Regions from separate parts of the Mus musculus genome. Here region 2 is linked to region 1. The links are chromatin contacts, called in public HiChIP or PLAC-seq maps. All regions are on one chromosome and are shown on one strand. The core of a region is the stretch at or near the end of the contact, and the rest is flanking DNA. Distances in the headings are between cores, read along the strand shown.

What was found. HiChIP or PLAC-seq counts read pairs in DNA pulled down with a chosen protein or histone mark.
Region 2: an H3K4me3 HiChIP or PLAC-seq map of craniofacial prominence shows a contact between it and region 1, with 2.1 times the contacts expected there. The contact joins the promoter of Abhd14a here to the enhancer-like site in region 1. A contact is called at or near these places in 6 of 39 promoter capture datasets (cranial neural crest, frontonasal cranial neural crest, liver and 3 more), 1 of 484 Hi-C or Micro-C datasets (muscle stem cells), 6 of 115 datasets of contacts at active chromatin or transcription factors (the 230-238 cell line, bone marrow-derived macrophages, craniofacial prominence and 2 more) and 3 of 9 other capture datasets (adipose tissue, liver and pancreatic islet).

What each region holds. Positions count from the first base shown.
Region 1 is chr9:106,338,191-106,344,273 of GRCm38.p6, reverse strand. All of the region lies in intron 10 of Poc1a (POC1 centriolar protein A), which reads right to left. Among named protein-coding and RNA genes, the nearest start is that of Dusp7, 27 kb to the left of the region's middle. Within about 2 kb of position 3,628, at least 50 of the 459 cell types and tissues checked have an H3K27ac peak or open chromatin away from gene starts, as enhancers often do. A contact at or near this core is called in bone marrow-derived macrophages, craniofacial prominence, muscle stem cells and 1 more, where this site is marked.
Region 2 is chr9:106,446,341-106,452,029 of GRCm38.p6, reverse strand. Abhd14a (abhydrolase domain containing 14A) reads left to right here and starts at 4,352. Exons shown (of 6, transcript NM_001110271.2): 1 at 4,352-4,499. It overlaps Abhd14b (abhydrolase domain containing 14b), which reads right to left and starts at 3,390. Exons shown (of 4, transcript NM_029631.3): 1 at 3,321-3,390; 2 at 1,799-2,026; 3 at 396-637; 4 at 1-46. The coding sequence starts at 2,009.

The DNA of each region.
Region 1 (6,083 bases), core at 2,379-4,878:
CTCTGTGTAGCCCTGGCTGTCCTGGAACTCACTTTGTAGACCAGCCTGGCCTCAAACTCAGAAATCCACTTGTCTCTGCCTCCCAAGTGCTGGGATTAAAGGCGTGTGCCACCACCGCCCGGCTCTACAACTCTTTCTTCTTGTTTATTTCTTTTTCTATCCCACATTTCACTGTGTATTTGGGAAGAAGGCAAAAGAGCGGACCTGGGCGAATGTCTTACTGACTGGGATGGCGCCCCTGACATAACGGGCTCTGGGCCTCAGGCTGCAGCTCTCAGGGCTGGGGAGGCCACCTCTGGGATTGACACACATCACAAGGTGGCAGATTGATGCACAGGATGAGTGGAAAGGCTGAGGGACAACTGGCAAACAGTCGGGAGGCCAGTGTGCTTGAGTAGGAAAAGATACACGAGAGAAATATGGGCTGAGGTCATGATGGTGGTGGTGCAGGCCTTTAATCCCAGCACTAGGGAGGCAGAGGCAAGCGGATCTCTGAGTTCAAGGTCAGCCTGGTCTACAGAGGTCTACAGGATGGCCAGGGCTACACAGAGAAACCCTGTTTCAAAAAGAAAAACAAAACAATTAAAAAAAAGAAAAGAAAAGAAAAGAAAAAAAGAAAGAAGGAAGTTAGAGTAGAGACCTAGCCAAAAAGAGGAGGGAAGGAGGAAGCCTCCATTGTGTCACTAAGTCACAGGTCTGAGCAGGTGCCATCGGGAAAGATGATATGGTGTCTGCTGGTGGCTGAAGGAACTCTGGGTGAAGACCTGACCCTAGCCCCCTGGTCCCACAAGCAGAGGGATGGAAGGCTCAGAGTCACAGACTTTCGAGCAGCTACTGTTCCCTCAGCCACTGCCACCACCTGTGCAGAAGACCTACCACATGCAGGACAAGGGACTCTGGCTCCTGAGGCCTTCTAGACATTGCTGTCACCAGCAGAAGTCTGGAAGGGCTGAGTTTTGGCAAAACCGTTCTGCTATCACCGATGGTAAGTGACATATATCTCAGGAGGAATTACGAAGTGAGCTGTTAGGCACATGGTGTGCCGGCCACTCTAGCTATACTTCTCAGATACATGGCTAGACTCTCGGGAGGGTCTGCACATGCGCAGGACTCACCCCAGCTTCCCTCGGTTACCTGACTCCCCACTCAGCTCTGGGGACCTTCTTCCCAGCAGCTACGACCCGCCCTGGCCAAAGCACTTCCCTGTGGTCAGGTCTTATTCCAAGGAGAATCCTGGGCCCTCTTAGGCGAGGGAATAGATTCCAGAGAGGAGGGCACCTCCTGGGCCTGCTCCATGAGCTGGAAAGTAGGTAACACGGAAGTGGGCAAGGTGGCTAAGCCAGGCACCACGTCACATGCCTGCCTGGGCAAGAGGAGGACGAACTGAAGTCTAGCAGGGAAGCCTCGGCCTGAGACATCTTCCCTAGTCTGTAGCAAGACAGAGATCCACTGTGGCTAGGAAAAGACAGCAGCATTGGGCAGAAGGTAGCACTCGGCTGTCTCATAGCAACCATGGTAGCCCCAGCAGGGCTCTGCAGAGAAGGGGTTCCTTCTGCGCTAGCACACACCAGCCTTATGGGCCCACGCCTTCCCTGCCTGCCTGTCCCCTCAACACCCACATCGCAGCTTCCTAGTGACCCCTGTTCTGGGTGACTCTTGAATCCCATCCTTCCCACCGCCTCTAGGATGTGATACCTTTTCTACCCAAGACATCAGACTCCTTGTGTGTGACACTCAAATGGCACTTGTGGCCACTACTGCTTCCTGAAGCCCAGGGACAACTTCTGTCCCAGGATCCCCTCCTCGCCCCAGCTCATGCTTGGGGCCTGCCTTCCTCTCCTTTGTGTTTGTGGCTGCAGCAGGGGTGTGAGCCCCTGGGAAATGTCGCAGCGAGTCTCAGTGAGAAGCTTTGGCCTGTAGGACAAAAGAGCAGGATCCTGACTTTGATGGCCCATGCTCACATCTGAACCTGACCAGCTGGCCGACTGGCCTCGGCTACGTTACCATACTTAGGGCTTCAGTTCTCTTGTATGTAAAATACAGCTCTCAAAGCTACTGCAATGCTCACTTAATAACTCATGTTTATTTAACACATACCATAGGGGTAGGAATAGGATGCACTGTAGGCAACATGATGCCCCTAGCTCTTGCCCTGGCTAGGCTTTGGAATTTTGGGACACACTGATGTTCCAAAGGAGTTTCCTGTGATCAGTTCTAGGAGGGTCTGAGGCAGTGGGGTGCAAGGAGGTCTGTGGCTTCTTATAGCTCCCCTACGATGGAAAACTGTTCTTAATCATTTCCAGGACTGTGGCTGATTTGGGCTCCCCCCAGGAGGTCTCTCTGGAGGGTCTTGGGTTCCCCAGTATCCCCCCAAATACAGGACTCTTTTTTTCTCCCCCCCCCCCCCGGACTCTTATTAGAAGCTAAGGAGTGTCATAAAAAAAAGGTTCAGTTACTCTGGCACATCACTGTGAGTAAAAGTGGTAGGTGTGGGAGAATGTTCTAGGGATGGCCACTGGCTCTAGGAACCTGGACTGTGCTACACACATCTAACTCCTTTGTTCATTTTAAAGACAGAAAATGTGGAATTAATCTCCCTATCACATGGTTTTGACTCTACTCAGATTCTCAACATCCAAAACAGAAGCAATGAATGGGGAGTCTCTCTCTGGTGTGAGGTCTTATGAGCTATTAAATCAAAGTACAAATGCCGAGTAGGCAGTCTGTCCCAGCTCTACCCTGTCTCTAGCAAGCACGTGTACACAGAGGAAGCCCTGTCTTGCTGATGGTGGACCATGGCCAGTCACATGTGAAGATGACTAGGAACTAGAGGGGGACAGGCTGCTAGTTTGAGTTCAGTCCTTCGTGACACCCAGGCTCTTGGTCACAGCCCACATCAAATGGTTTGTTGCTCAGGGGCTTTTAACTCTGAGGGTGCCCACACTGGCCCTCAAGCAGCCTGTCAGACATCTAGTGCATAAATCTTGTTCACAGACAAGTTCCAAGTCTTCCTGTTCCAGGACACGGGGGCACTTAGAAAGTATGTGATGGACAAATGCTGAGTCCTGAGTGCTGGGAGAGTAGAGAGAACACAGTTCCCTGAGCGCAAAGGGCAGCCCAAGGCTGTTGGTGGGTCTGCCTGGCTGCTGGAGAGCACTTAGTTCATTTTAATCCCAGGCTATGGCAAGTTTAAGTGTGGCAGGGGAGGGAGAGGGGTGATCGACACCAGCGGCCCCACCCCGAGCATGGCCCTCCAACTGCCTGGCCGTGGGAGAGCCCCCTCTCCCTGACTTTAGGAGAGCAGGAAATGGGGGAAGACAAAGTCAGAGCTGGAGTCAAAGGATCTGTGGGTTCCTCCTCTTCCCATCAGCCCTCATTTGATGACTTACAGCTTTAAGGCCGGAACTCTGGAGGGAAGGAATGGAGGTCCTCTCTTCTGAGGACATCTGTAATGCTGAAGTACCCAGGATCACACATAGCTGGCCCATAAAACAAGAATCTACAGAAATCCCTCACAATCTCTAAACTGCCCCCCCTCCCGCCCAGCCCCCAGTCGGCTGCAAGCAATACAAGCTTTCCTGGGTCCCGGCTCTGTTTCACATTATCTCAGGGGTGTAGAATTTCTCTGCTGTGTTCGCCTGCCCCAGTCCCCATCGCTACTGAGGATTAACTTTCTTAGGGAAGTACACGGAATGCATTTTCTATCCTTGGATTAGCCACTGGGATAAGGAATTTTTTTTTAGCTAGCTTCAGACACACCAGAAGAGGGTGTCAGATCTCATTACGGGTGGTTGTGAGCCACCATGTGGTGGCTGGGATTTGAACTCAGAACCTTTGGAAGAGCAGACAGTGCTCTTATCTGCTGAGCCATCTCGCCAGGCCTGTGATAAGGAATTTTGACTAATTTTCCTTCTTCTGGCTTCATAGCAATCCCTCTTTCCACCTCTCAAATAAGCAGAGCCTCTCCTTAGATGGAGAAGCTATAAAAGGGCCCACCTCCAGCCTTTGTAAAGCCAGATGCTCCTGGGACCTGTGGAGTACTGCTCACACCAGAGGAGACCAAAACACAGCCCTGCCAACGTGGACCTGGGTTTAGGCGCCTCTCCTTGCCAGCCATGGGAAAGCCACCGGGGAAGCCAGGTATCTGACAGAACCTAAGGCACAGGACGCAGGCACGTTTATCCAGAGGTTCTGCTACACTGACTCTACACTGAGCCCAACAGAGCTAAGTAGGTGCAGGAACCTTGGCCACCTTTTACATCCCCAAGCCTGGGAGACTGCTCTGCAGCTGGGAGGCTTGCAAACCATCACTGCAAGCCGGGCAGGCTAGCTGCAACTCCTGCCCAACAGGACAGCTGCAGGGACAGAGAAGGGCATGTGTCATCAGGGTGGGTTTCATAAGCTTCCCCTGTCACATGGACACACCAGGGAAAACCCACTTCGCTGCCCTGACTTTTCTTTTTTCTTTTTTTTTTTGGGGGGGTGGGGTGGGGGGTCCAAGACAGGGTTTCTCTATATAGTCCTGGCTGTCCTGGAACTTACTTTGTAGACTAGGCTGGCCTCGAACTCAGAAATCCACCTGCCTCTGCCTCCTGAGTGCTGGGATTAAAGGCATGCACCACCACGCCTGGCTGCCCTGACTTTTCTAGAGGCGCCAGACAGGCCAAGGTCAGGACGAGGCATGGACCCGCTCTCCATGCTGTGCTAGGCTAAGCTCAACCTTCCACTTTCCCTTCTGGGTGCAGCCCCAGGGTAGGAAAAGGGTTTGTGCTCACCTACAGACTTGAGTCAGAGTGAGTGGAGGGGAATAGCAGGCCTGGCGCGGCTTTTCTGCTTCCCCTGGTTTGGTGTGATGGAACTTCAGCAGAGAGAGCGCCTGGCAGCCAGTGCACAGGGTCAGTTGTGGCTCGGTTCATGGCAGCATCAGCCTGTCTGCAGCTGTCTGACACAAAGCTTACACAGGCCCCTTGTTTGTATTCTGTGTTTGACCCTTCCTTTAGAGGGCTCCAAATGAACAAGAGCAGACACTGGAGTCCCTTTACCCATTTCTAAGCACATCCCGCACCAGCCAGAATGAGGGGTGCATGCACGCATCTCATGTGTCCCCCTTCCAGCCTGCCCTACTACTCTAGCGTGAAGCCGCAGAAGAAATCTCCTATGACCAACCGTGAACATTCCCAGGCTCCAGAGGTAACCACAGCCACTGCCCAGCCCATTTCACTCTGCAGCTTCTTTGGGGGAGGGGTGTTTCTTTTCACCACAACCGCAGACGGGGATGGAAGATGGAAAGCAAGAGATGTCTGCCAGGTCCCTATGGGAGCTGCCATCCAGCCTTCCATGCAATACCAAATGCAAGCTAGGTTTGAAGTGCAGCTAATGAGCTGCGTGCCAGGAGGGGAGGCTGCAGGCTGCCTTGACTAGGTATTTGAGGCGGGAATGGCCTCCCCCACCCTTCCCTATTGTTAAGCCACAGGAGCCAGTGGACTGAATGCCAAAGGCAGAAACAGGGCTGGGGAGGAGGAGCCAGGGACTAGACAGATGTTCTTATTCTTCCCTGGAGTGTCTACAACTAGTTAAAGGCAGGCATCAAGCCTGTCCCCACCACAGATTATACAATGTCTTGAGTCCCTTGTCTCCCAAGAAGTAACCTCTCAACAGAAAGACAAACGAGCCTCTTGTCTCCAAGTGGCAGGGCTCAGGCCCTTCTGAACTTGACTGTGCTGAAAGGACAGCCCAGGAATGCCCGTATGGAGAGGATAAGAAACTCACTCTGGACTGCCTGTGTGTGCTTAGATGTGCCTGTTAGCAAACGCTGGTGTGCAGAGGGTGGTCTCGGTGGAAACAAACAAGTACCCTCTTGTAAGTGGGGACTGCCAGAAGGCATGCGAGGGAATTCTTGCTCTGTACCTTCCCTACAAATTGGGTTTGGGACCCCATGAGAGGACCCATAGGGAAAATGTGTAACTACTTAAGAATCCAGTCTGTTCCTACAATCGACAGCTGGCCTGACTGACAAGGAAGGACACTGAAAGCCCCACAGGCAGTCTTGCAGCATGGCCACCGCAGAGGCGTGGGCTAGCAAT
Region 2 (5,689 bases), core at 3,103-5,602, 110 kb before region 1:
AGGAGCCCATGGGGTCCTGGTCTCCATATACAATGAGAGCTGGAGTCTGAGGGGAAGGAAAGGAGAACAGAATCGGGGGCTGGTCGTACCAGCCCAGCTTCTAAAGGTTAGCTTCAGGCCTCACCACCTCTTCAGTCTCTTCCTGCCCTCCTGAGGAGGAGAGGCGGTGCTGATGCAGTGGATGGAGACCTTGGTTTGTGGTTTCCCCAGCACACAGTCTTATACAGGGATTGGCGAAACAATCAGCTAAGTCAACCAAAAGGGGTCTCCCCAGAAACCACCCCATTGGTTACCCAGCTCCCAGATGAAGAAGGCCCAGGGATGGACCCCGACTTGCTCCTGAGATACCATCTCAGTCACACACACACACACACACACACACACACACACGGTACCTTCACACTGGCGTAGTCCACAGCATTGATTTTGTCTGTGCAGATAGGAGCCACTGGTACAAAGCCCCGGAGTTGGGACCCGGGGGCCACGAGGAAGGGCAGTGAATACATGCCACTTAATGATGGACTGATCACAACTGGGGGTCCCAGCTCCAAGGTATCCACCACAGCAGCTAGGAAGCTGCCAGGGGCCGGTTCCCCAATAGGGGCAGGGGCTGCTGCTTCCTTGGATCGCCCAAGACCTGCAGGTAGTCGGGCGTAGGAGAGACAACGGCAATGAATGGGAAGGGTCCCTTCCTCCACTCTGTGCCCAGGTTCACGTAACACCCAGTAGTAGACTGAAATTCATTCATGCCCACAGCCCAGTGTTTTTTATCTATGGCGAGAATGAGACAATTCTTTTTATGTTTGTGTTCGTTCTAACAGTGTCCTGAAAAGAATGAAGCTCTGGAGTCTATCAGGGCTGGTCTGAGTCCCAGGTCTCTGTCTACTCTAAAGATGACCACAGGTTAAACCTCTTAGCCCTCCTCAGCTGCAGTTTCCACGTCTGTTTTAAAGGGGTAAGGAATGTGCCCGCCATTTAAAGTTGTATAAATTAACTGTTTAAAAGGCATGGAGCCCCAACTTGACACTGGAGGAGTGTGCTCCTGTAATGGGACCTACCAGTCGCCCCGCCCCTCCCCCCAACAACATTAGTGTAGATCTTCCCCGTGACGCTCAGCCCAACCCACTGTTGGAAGCTAGCCTGGCCAGGCTGGAAATCTGCCCTTGAAACCTGAAACTGTATCAGCTCTAGCCCGTGAGGGGATTAGATCCTGTCAGATAGGCTATGTCTCCAATTCCTCACTCCACGCTGAAAGTGGTGGGGCCCGGTCATTCAGGTTATGCTAAGCAATTTGGAAGCTCTTCCCACCTCCTCCAGGGCCCAGCTCGAGGACTCTGCTTGCAAATAGGAGACCAGGTCCTTAGCTATATCCGCCGTGCTTCCCAAGGCTCTGCAAGACTCCTTGTTAGTGCTGTCATCAGACTGAATATGGTTCTATTCAGGTACTTTGCTTCCCATCAGCTGGGCACCCTCTGCTGCTTGTCATTATATACTAGCTAATACAGTCACACAATGACCTCCTTCCGTGCTCACTAGGGACAGTCACCACCAGCAGGAGTGTGGTACCTACCATTACAGATGAGGGAAGGGAAGTGAGCCCAAAGGCATCTAGACACAGGTCCAGTACCAGGGAAAAGCAGCTGAACCACGTATGGCTCCTTCTAGAGCAGGACTAGTCAAGTTCAGAGGTCTAGCTACCTAACTGCCAAGCTCAGGGAGCTAGATTGGCTAAATCCTTCCAGTCCTCCATCCTCACATTTTTCCCAACCCTGGCCCAGAAGCCCGATCCCAGAAGTACCTGGCAGATCAATGGCCACAGCCCTGTAGCCAGCCTCGGCCAGCCTCTGCAGAGTACCCAGGTTCTGCCAAGTCTCCGAGGAGAAGCGGATACCATGCAGCAGCAGCACAGAGAAGCGGACAGGCTGCCCACTCCCAGGCCGGGTCTCTCTGAAGAAGAGGTTCTGGCCCTGCACCTTGATGGTGCCCTCATGCTGGTCCACACCGGCCATGCCCAGTGGTGATGTGCCTGCAGTTCAAAGCCAGGCTGGTGAGAAATGAAGGAAACCCTGCCTGCGAGCTGCAGGGAGCAGTTAGGTGTCCACCAGGCCTTGAGGATCTGAATTAAGGTCAGGAAAAGCGGGTATTATTTCTGCTGCTCTCACTTGGTTGCTTGGTGTTGGGCTTTAACTGTCTTAACAGCAACATGGCAGAATTACAAATGTCACTCAAGAATTGATGAAAACCTGTTGGGCCGAGCCTGGTGGCTCATGCCTTTAATCCCAGCACTTGGGAGGCAGAGGTAGGCGAATTTCTGAGTTTGAGGCCAGCCTGGTCTACAGAGTGAGTTCCAGGACAGCCAGGGCTACACAGAGAAACCCTGTCTCCAAAAACCAACCAAACAAAAAAGAAAACCTGCTGGGCAGTGGTGGTGCACACCTTTAGTCCCAGTACTGGGAGGCAGAGACGGGTTGACTGATCTCTGAGTTCCAGGCCAGCCTGGTCTATAGAGAGAGTTCTAAGACAGCCAGAATTACATAGAGAAACCCTGTCTTGAGAAGACACCCCCCCACAAAAAAAAAGCAAAAAGTGAAAAAATCTTTCCCAGTTAAGGTATCTGCTGCTAGTAAAAAACTGGTATGTGGGACTATTCAATACTAGCTCATAGCCTGGCAGTGGTGGCACACACCTTTAATCCCAGCATTTGGGTGGCAGAGGCAGGTGAATTTCTGAGTTGGAGGCCAGCCTGGTCTACAGAGTGAGTTCCAGGTCAACCAAGGGTACACAGAGAAACCCTGTCTCGAAAGAAAGAAAAAAAAATAGCTCATAGGCATTAAATGAGGCTATGCATGAGGGGAAAACTTATACATGCCTAGGACATAGTAAGTGCTCAATCAAGGGTAAATACCGCCCTGATTAGCCTCATCTAAACCAGCACTAGCGTACTGTGGGTGAACTAGTAATACAGGCAGGAGATCAAGTTTGTTTGGGACGAAGGCCCTTTTTCCAGAAGCAGAAACACATGCACCGGTCAGCAAGGACTTTGGAGTTCCTGACTGCCAGGGACGCGGGGTGCTCAGCGCGCTAGCCGCTGGAGCCCAACCAGTTGACGCTGCGGTCACCCGCGCTGCCAAGGCTCCCCGGCTCACTGGCCACAGTTCCAGAACCCTGAGTCTGTCTGGAGGAAGCAAGGGAAGGAGGGGTAGCCTGGAGAGGGAAGGAGAGGTGACCTGGAGAGCCGAGATGAGAAGCCTGGGGGCAGGTGGGTTCTGAGTGGAGACGCCAAGAGAGGGAGTCGAGAGTACAGGAAATGTGCGTGGTACCTGGAAATGTGCGTGGTCTTCCGCAGGAGAATGGCGTGTGCTATTGACGGGTGGGGAGAGAAGTAGGAAAGGGGTGGGGACAGGAGGTGGGGACAGGCCTAGGCGTTCCAGGCGCCCTCTCTTGGTCACAAGCTGCCACTAGGCTCGTCTGCACCTTAACCCTTCGTTCTTTGATCAAACTTGTTTTCCCAAGCCCACCTCCACCCCATGTGCACCAAAAACAGGGTTGAAGATCTCGAAACAGTCAGCGAACTGCATCCTCATTGATCTGCTCCACAGATCATTTCCACACAGAAATGGCTTGACTTAACGGGCGAAATATTTCTGGTATCTTTGCTGTTTTCCCCAACCCCCAACCTCCCATCCCATCCCATCCCTCACCCTGAGTCAGGACAGTACATGACGAGTTGTACACCTGTCATAAAGCTGACATGCTACATATCTGAGTGGAAGGCTCCGCCAAAGTTCGGCCAGGTGACATCGGAGTGTGTTCTGAGCCTGTAGAATGAATCCGGTTAATGCCAACTTTGGCGAGGTACCAAATGAGTAGTGAATCTTTTGCACCCTTCCTGGCCTCCCTGCCCCAAAGTCTGGTTGCAACACAGAGGCCTGAACCTGGGACAGACCAGACGTTGATCACAGGTTGCCAACCAAAAATAAATGTCCTGAGCAGACCAGACTTAGAAGACACCTTAAGCTCTGACCCGTCTGGGGAATGGGGCGAGTAAAGAAAATGCTTGGGCAGAAGTCTGGAGCTGCTGCATCATCTGGCATTAACGCTAGGAGAGCTTGGTGCCAAGAACTCTTCTGAGACCTGACCTGTCCTTAAGTTCCATGACATCCTTACACAGCGTGTCTTTCCTAAACCCCATTTTGCAAACAAACCTGCGGAAATTGATGAACCGGGTGACTTTCCACAGGCTCTCAGGCCAATAACAATTCCTAAAATCTGGGCTGAGAGGGGCGGGCCTCGGTGCTTTAGGGCACCGCCCCACGTTCTTCCCTGGTAACCAGGCTTGGCCTGCAGCTGCGTACTGCGCAAGCGCGCCTGGGTGGCTGGACTTTAGCCGTCTGGTTACCAAGGAGGCTGTACCACAGCCGCTAGGCTGTTTGGCAGTTGGTTCCGCCTAGGCCGGGCCCCGCCTCACCGGAGCCTTTCTGGTCACTCCTGTCCACGCGGTGAGTGTCCCCAGAGAAGGAGGCCCTCAGGTTGTCCCCGGATCAGCCATCCTTGTCCCTGCCGCTTGGGGCAGAGTCCTTTGGAAGGCGCAAGCGCGGGGCAACACGTGTACAGTTTTCCTGTGCCCCTGGGCACGCGAGTGTCTGTGTGTTTTGGAAGGTCTGGGTATAAGTGCTTCTCTTCGCATTGGCGGCGGGGGGCTGGGATAGCGGGGGCTGGGGTAGTGTTTTCCGGTCTGCATGCCTGCTTGCATGTCTCTTCTGTGTTTATCTCTGCATCTGACTGTGTGTATTTCCGAAGGTTTGTGTGTGTCCTTCAGTTGGTGCGTTTCTTTCCCCGCCTGCCCCGCAGGTCCTTGTTTGCTAGTAGTTTGTTTTCCCCTAGGTCTTTTTTCTTAAAACATTTATATTGGTGGTGGCACATAAGGAGGTCAAGTCCAGACTTGCTGGAGTCCATTCATCCTTCCACTACTGTGAATTAATTCCAAGGATAAAAGTCAGATCGTCAGGCTTGCAGCAGGTGCCCTTCACCTGTAACTCTTGCCCTTTTAGTATTTCATTTATTTCGGGGGATGTGTATGGAGCTCAAAGGGCAGTTTTGGGAATTGTTTCTTTGCTTTCACCCTATGGGTCCTGAATTTCCAACTTCCATACCTGTGTGTGGGTTGTTTTTTGTTTTTTTTTTTTTTTTCTCCGAGACTGTGTCTATGTGACCCTGGCTGACCTGGAACTGCCTATGTAGACCAAGCTGGCTTCAAATTCATGGAGATCCTCCTGCCTCTGGCTCCTGAGTACTGTGATTAAAGCCATTGAAGCCATGGGCCACCTGCCTGACTTCCATATGGTTTTGAAATCCTATGTGTCCATCCTGATAACAAAAACCTTATTTTGGGTCACAGAATAATGTCCTGTGACAAAATATTTCCTGGGGAGAGAAAACACACATCTACTTATCCCAGATAGGGAGCCCATGACAGTCCACAGTACGGATACCACCAAAGTCCAACTTGGTGAACCAATGATTTTTATTGGGGTTACTTACAGAAATACAGATAAGGGATTACTTATGGGAGCAGAAAGGACTCAAAGACAGCTATGTCACCAAAGCCCGAAACAGGGGTGACAGTTCACAAAACGTGGACACACCGCACAGCCAGCAGGCAGCTCTCCTGGTTGGGGAGTGTCTTTCC